Regions from separate parts of the Rattus norvegicus genome. Here region 1 is linked to region 2. A link is a contact called in public Hi-C data. All regions are on one chromosome and are shown on one strand. Each heading gives the region's core, a stretch centred on a gene start, on an enhancer-like site or on the middle of the called end of the contact. The rest is flanking DNA. Distances are from core to core; before and after follow the strand shown.

Region 1 (3,161 bases), core at 633-3,132, 73 kb before region 2:
GAGAGACTGAAGTCAGACAGTGAAGCTGGCCTTAGTGTCCTCCAATAGCAGTGGCAAAGGCCTCTTTGTTTGCTTTTATTTTTTTATTTTTGAAACTATAATATAATGATATCGTTTTTCTCTTCCTTTTCCCCACACAAGCCCTCCTATGGCCTCCTTTTTTATTAGTGATTGCATGCATGACCTGCTCAGTCTGTATAATATTACCCATGTGAGTGTTTTCAGGGCTGACCACTAGATATTGGATAACTGACTGCTGGGCTCTTCCCGGAGGAAGACGACTTCTCTTGATCTCAGCATTCCTTAGCAGGTCTTTCTAAGGGGTCTTCGCCCTAGCTACTTTGGCATATCTATAGTTGTCCTTGTTCAGCTCGTGTTTAGGCGGTCATGTTGGTGAGACTTTATTAGGGTAGCTTCTGACATTACTGAGAAACACGGTCAGTAGGTCAGGTCAGCAAACGACTTTTAAAGACAGTGGGAGGGGTTGGAGAAAGTCACGCTCTCTTGGAAAACTGGACGTGGATTGGCCACTCTGCTTTCGGAGTTGTAATACCATCTATGACCACATAGCGGCAGCAAATCCCATAAAATTGCTGGGTAAACCCCAACCCTTAGGCTAAGCCCCAGAAATAGCTTATTAAGGGAGAGTCTGGCTTGGGTCTAAGAGGTGGGTAGAATATGCCCGGAGCTGACAAGGAGAAAAATAGAAAGAAGGTGTGGCTGTGCCTCTGTGTGCCTTTATGTGAACAGGGAAAGGGGCTGCCTTGGGGCAGATGAGCTACCAAAGCTTGACTTGCCTGTGACTCAGTTTTGAGGCCTTTCCCACCTGTCGTATTCTTAGTTGCTATGTGAAAAAAAGTAGAGAGTTTGAGGGTTTGACTAATAAGAGGCTAGTTGCGATTGGCCGGTGGAGAGGGCAGTGTTTAGAAGATGGGTTCTGAGGTCAGGGTTTAAATGCGGACTATGCTACTTGCTCTGACACTGTGGGCAAATTACTTCTTTGCTCCGTGCCTCAATGTCTTTGTTTAACCAGTGATTTAAGGTATATGCTCCAACACTGCGGAGGTTAAGTGAGAGGCCATATGTGCAGTGCCTGGCACAAAGCACACACCTACCTCTGCCCCCTCCTCCTGCCCCCTCCAAGCTGCCTTAATGTTTGCAGTCGTGAGTGCTAACATCTTACATTTGCTGCGTTTTCTAGTTCCTAAAGAGCTCCTTCTCACCTGGTACCCATAATACACTTGGAAGAAAGAAGGTAGGGTAGGGGCTACTAATCCATTAAAGATAAAGAAAGCAGAGGTTGGGAGAGCCTCGGTACCCTTGTCATACTGTAAAAGTATGGTAGGGTAAGGATTTGAGTTCCTAGCTCCCAAGGCCCTCTGCTTCCTACCTGGCCCCAGTTAATATGGAATCCTGGCCTGAGGAGTCAGAGAAACCCTCGAGTCATTCACCCTCCCTAGGCTAGGCTAGGGAGGACTATGCCAGCCGGGGTTTGGGATGAGGAGCTGTCTCCCTGGGAGCCATAGGCCAGGTGTCAGACTCAGCACCTGTCCTGACATCTTCACGGCAAGTCCCAGCACAACCTGGGAAGGGAGTGGGCTGGAATGATGTGAAAGCAGGGGGCTGGTGGTGGCATCGAGAGGCGCCCCCAGACTCCATCACGGGTAAGTGCCACTTCCCAAGATGAGCTTCCTCCAATTGCCATGACAACCAACCGTTCCCAGGGAGTCTGCACCACCACAATCTGTTGAGTTATTTTCTTGCTGGCGGCTGTTTCTGGAGCCAGCTCCAGTGCCAGAATGCTTGGATGAAGAAGGGAGGGGCGCGTCAGGCACTCTGACTCTCCACCCGGACTGGGACCAGGCCAGAGGAATCTATCCGGCCACCGGCCTGTGTGGAAGCTCACGACTGTGACTTGCTTCATCAGCTTGGACAGTGCCTGCACAGGCATGGGAACCCAGGCCCTCCCTCACTCTCCTGGCACCCTCTTCCTCCAGCCCACGAGAAATGCCCGTGAACACACGCTCCTCCTGTTCCCATCTCTGGGATCAGGGCTAATTACAGTCTATAATTAGGGGAATTACACTCATTAAGGAAAGAGCTGATCATTGACAAAAACTGGGCAGAGGAGGGAGGGCTGCTGGGACAAAGAGCAGGAGTGGGCCAGTTCTCCCAGTCTCTCCTCGGGATCTGCTCCCCCGTGCTAGGCCTCTGGCCCTGTTGCATTCTCCCACCTTTGTCTGGTAGCACAAAGAGGGAACTGGAGTTTTGTGCAAAGGAATTTGCAGCAAGAGAAAAGGTTACTGTGGCATGAAATTATGCCTGCTGCTCACAAGGATTGATGAGTCATTAGGGAGGATGGAGGGGCCGCCCAGATGGTCATCCCTGCCCGGGCGGGGACCTACCGCTGCCGAGGGCCTGGACAACCTCTGCCCACCGTTAAGATCCCTGCTGTCACACCAGGCTGCTCCCCCAGTTTGGGTGGCAAAGCCTTGACGAGTGAATAGACAGGGTCAGAGCATTCCTAGCCCCAGGGTGGTTGCCCACCCATCAGCTCCTCCCCCCCAATAGGGCGGCAGAAGTGGTCCAAGCCAACGTAAGACAATGTCTTGATTGTTCTTACCAATTATTTCCCTGTTAATGCTGGGGGTGTGTGCATGTGTCTGAATTAAAGTTAGCCTGTGCAAAGGATAGAACTGACTTCCAGCCAAGAGAAGGGGACGGGCAAGAAGGACCCCTATGGGGAAGCTGCAGCTTTGCCTCCCTCCCGCATCCCACATCCACATCCGCAGTTGTATAATATAATATATATAATATAATACCGTTTCCTTAACAGAAGGCATGCTAAGCACTTTTTGTTTTACTCAAACAGTAACTTCATAGTATAGATGGTTTAGCCGTAGAGAAGGGAGGGTCAGACAGTGATGGCCCATGAGGAACAGAGGAGGAAGAGTCAAGTGCAGACTGAGAAGAGGAGAGCAGCTGCGGCATTTCATAGGAACATTCATTTCCAGCCAGCATGGGAGCTCAGGCCTGTAACCCTTTCTTCCACTCAGGAGGCTGAGGCCAGAGGACTGGGGTGAATTTGAGGTTAGCCTGAGCTATGGTGTAAGACAAGGACTGTGAGATGGCTCATTGATGAAGGTGTCTACTGCCAAGCC
Region 2 (3,370 bases), core at 575-3,074:
ATGGTGCAGGTTTATATTCCAGAAGACAGGGGCAGAAGAACCAGAAGCTCAAGGTCACCCTCAGAGGCAAAGCAGATTGGAGGCCAGTTGAGCAGTGCATGAGACCCTATGTCCAGAAAAGAAAGAAGACACAAGAACAAGTAAGTTTTGGAGCAGAGAGACCTGGTTCAAGTCTTAGCATCTTGGCACACCCAGATCCCTGTCTGTTTTTTTTTTTTTTTTTTTTTCTTTTTCTTTTTTTTCGGAGCTGGGGACCGAACCCAGGGCCTTGCGCTTCCTAGGCAAGCGCTCTACCACTGAGCTAAATTCCCAACCCCTTGTTTTGTCTGTTTTTATGATTATAAACAACCATCCTCAAAAGTTAGGGTCTAAAAAGCATTTTATTTTACTTCATAAAACTGAGGAATGCTGACACAGCTTGGCTGTTGGGTCATGGGTCACTCGGTGGTGGTTAGTTGGTCTGGACACAAGGTCCAAAATAGCTTCTCTCTTAACATGTGACTGTCGGTGTCATCCTGGGACTTTTCTCGTCTTCTCTCTCTCACAGAGTGGCTAGACTTCTAACATGGTGGTTAAGGGTCTGAGAGCGAATTCTTCAAGGCAAGAAGAGGATGTTGTCCAAAGGCATGGGCTAGAGTGTGGCCGTCACTGTATTCTACTAGGCAAGCATGTGATGAGAAGACTGACAGAGAACTTGAGGCCATCTAGAATCTGCCAAAAAAAAAAAAAATGAGGATAAAAATACACAGAAAAACCAGAGAATTTAATGAGATAATGTATTCAGAGGCAGATTTACCAGGAAGCTAATAAAACTTCAACCATGGGGCTCCCTAATTGAGCGGTCTCTTCAAAGTCCTGCCATCTAATTTTGCATGACTAATTTTTTCTTTTTTTCTCTCTCTTTTATTTTTAGTGCTGAGTATTGAACCCAGGACCTCAAGCATGCCAAACACAAAAGTCTACCGCTGAGCTGTGCCTCCAATCCCCCCTTTTCTTTTATCTTAAAATGGACCCCCAAATTGTATAAGAATCAGGACCTGCCAACTCTGGCTCTGTCCCCAGTGTCTGTAACAATACCCATTGAGCCTGCTGCCTGGCACAGAAGGCTTCTCTACACATGGCCCCTATGTGTGCTGAGCTAGCGCCTGGCTCCCCGTGTGCCCGAGGACAAGGTCCTTCCTCTCGCCGTCCTTTCCTAGTTTTTTTTTTTCCCCCAGTATCATTTATTCTCCTTTTTCAACAAGAAAGTAAAACACACCGAGAATGATTTCATAATCACAAAACTGCCCTCCCAGTTGGCCCCTGCATCTACTCCCTGACCTCCCCACCCGCCAGGGAGGAGGGCCAAACCCTGGGCATCCTGCCAAGTTCTTAGCTGCCCCTGAAGATCTCTGGAGGAAGTCAAGCTGCAGAGAGGAAAAGCCAGCAGGGGGAGGCAGCATTCCCGGTGCCCAGCTTGGTCTAGGAGGCATTGAAATTCCAGGGCCGAAGTCCTGAGACAAAGATCATAATGAGACAGGAAGGTGGCATGGGAAGGCGCCCATTTGCATGACAATAATTGAGCCAAGAATAGCAAGTTAGAGGGATACAAGGGTGAGGCTGGCAGCTGAGCCGGGCGAAACCTCACAAATCAGTCTACCCAGCTCTGCTCTGCAGGGGGAGGCGGAGGCTGAGCCCCGTGCCAGGCTTTTCTGGGAGGGAAAGAAGGACAAGGACACTGGCCCCAAGGGATTTTGGGAACACTAGCTTAACTGGACTTTGCCTTTCTCCTCCCCCTCTAGCCTGGAGGTGCCTTTGTTTGCCTTCTCCTTCGTGGGTTTTGTGGCATCATGGCTGCTCAGACAGATCTCTGGGATGCTATTGTGATTGGAGCAGGCGTCCAGGGCTGTTTTACCGCGTACCACCTGGCCCAGAATTCCAAGAAGGTCCTCCTGCTGGAGCAGGTACCCTGTCCCATCCCCTTTCCTCTCCTAGGGAGGGCTCTCCAGAACTTGCCGGCTATAGGTGAAGCCAAAGGGCCGGACCTCAGGAATTCTGAGCGCTTTGCGTGTTTGCAGTCACTGCACGCGGATCTTGATAATTCAAAGGAAATTCCCACCACTCAAGAATCGAGAAGTGCCCCACCTCTCTTCATTCTTGCCACCCGGTCTTTTCTTTGTCCAAATGGTAGATCCAACCAGAAAAAGAATCAGTTCTGCTCTGGGTAACCTTAAATAAAGACAGTTTTGCCTAGAGGCAAAGGCTGATGTACCAGCTTTGGGGGAAGCTGTGTTTTCTCAGCCGCTCCTTCCAGAACCTCCCAGGAGCTGCTGTTGATTCTGCCACCTTTGGGTAACAGCTGCCTCTTCACTTGATGCCCTGGGAACTAAGACACAGGTCTTCTTTTCCTTAAAGGAAAAGTGGTCACATGACTTCTGTAAATGAAGGTGGCACTGGGGACCCTGCAGGCCCCCTCAGGGGTGTGGCCTATGCAACCAGTCAAGCTGTGGTTTCTACCTCAGTGGCTTCTTCCTTTCCATTCTGCCTTGCAGCTCTCCAAGTTGGTTACCATTTCCTGGGAATTGTCTTCAATTCCTCTATGTTTGCCCAAAGCCCAAGGGATTCCTGTCACAACCTGCAGACAATCTCCATTTTGTTTCACCCCACCCCCAATCCCAAGGTTGTTCCCTTACCCTGAGTACCTGAAGGCTCAGTGAGATGACATCCTTTTCCATATCCATAAAACCAAGGGGCTAGATTTGCATAATCTGGAAGGTTCTTTCTGATCTTGCTTTTCTGGGCGTCTAAGTGGGATGTGAATACAGTGGACTAATAGAAGGTTACTAACGAAGGGATGTGTGGCTGACTGAGAGGGCAATTTACAAAAGGAAAAACTTAGTCAGTGCTGAAGTACTGCTAACCCGAATGCCTGGCCAGTCAGTGGGCTGCAAGGAGACCTGGAAGGATTGTATGAAAATATTTAAAAATATCTAGGCCTGGTGACAAGGGCCTAAAAATCCCAGTTGCTCAGAAGACTGATGCAGGGGGATTGCATACTCAAAGCCTTCCTGTGCTACCTAACAAGATTATGTCTCAAATAAGAAATAAAAAGAGGTCTAAGGCAATAGCTCATCTGCAAGGCTTTGTGTGTGCAAGGCCAAAGGTTCAATCCCCGGGACCAGAAGGGAGAAGGGACCATGGGAAGTATGAGATGGCTCCTAAAGAACAAAGGGAAGGCTGAGCCCAAGGGCAGTTGCTTCCATTGTCTTTCTTGTCCCCTGCTTCTAGTTCCTTCTTCCCCATTCCCGAGGAAGCTCACATGGACAGAGCCGCATAATCAGAAAGGCTTACCCCGAGGACTTCTACACAAGGATGATGGATGAATGTTATC

Evidence for each region. A called contact is a pair of places that touch in the nucleus more often than the background predicts.
Region 1: a contact with region 2 is called in a Hi-C map of Schwann cells, with 2.7 times the contacts expected there. The contact joins the enhancer-like site here to the promoter of Pipox in region 2. A contact is called at or near these places in 4 of 12 Hi-C or Micro-C datasets (Schwann cells, kidney and liver) and 1 of 1 datasets of contacts at active chromatin or transcription factors (oligodendrocytes).

The regions. Positions count from the first base shown.
Region 1 is chr10:63,351,687-63,354,847 of GRCr8, reverse strand. The region is part of intron 4 of Sez6 (seizure related 6 homolog); the gene reads right to left. Among named protein-coding and RNA genes, the nearest start is that of Phf12, 17 kb to the left of the region's middle. Within about 2 kb of position 1,882, at least 37 of the 93 cell types and tissues checked have an H3K27ac peak or open chromatin away from gene starts, as enhancers often do. A contact at or near this core is called in Schwann cells, where this site is marked.
Region 2 is chr10:63,278,893-63,282,262 of GRCr8, reverse strand. Pipox (pipecolic acid and sarcosine oxidase) reads left to right here and starts at 1,824. Exons shown (of 8, transcript NM_001012009.1): 1 at 1,824-1,943; 2 at 3,268-3,370. The coding sequence starts at 1,830. It overlaps LOC102551552 (a long non-coding RNA gene), which reads right to left. Exons shown (of 2, transcript XR_001840242.3): 1 at 3,331-3,370; 2 at 362-711.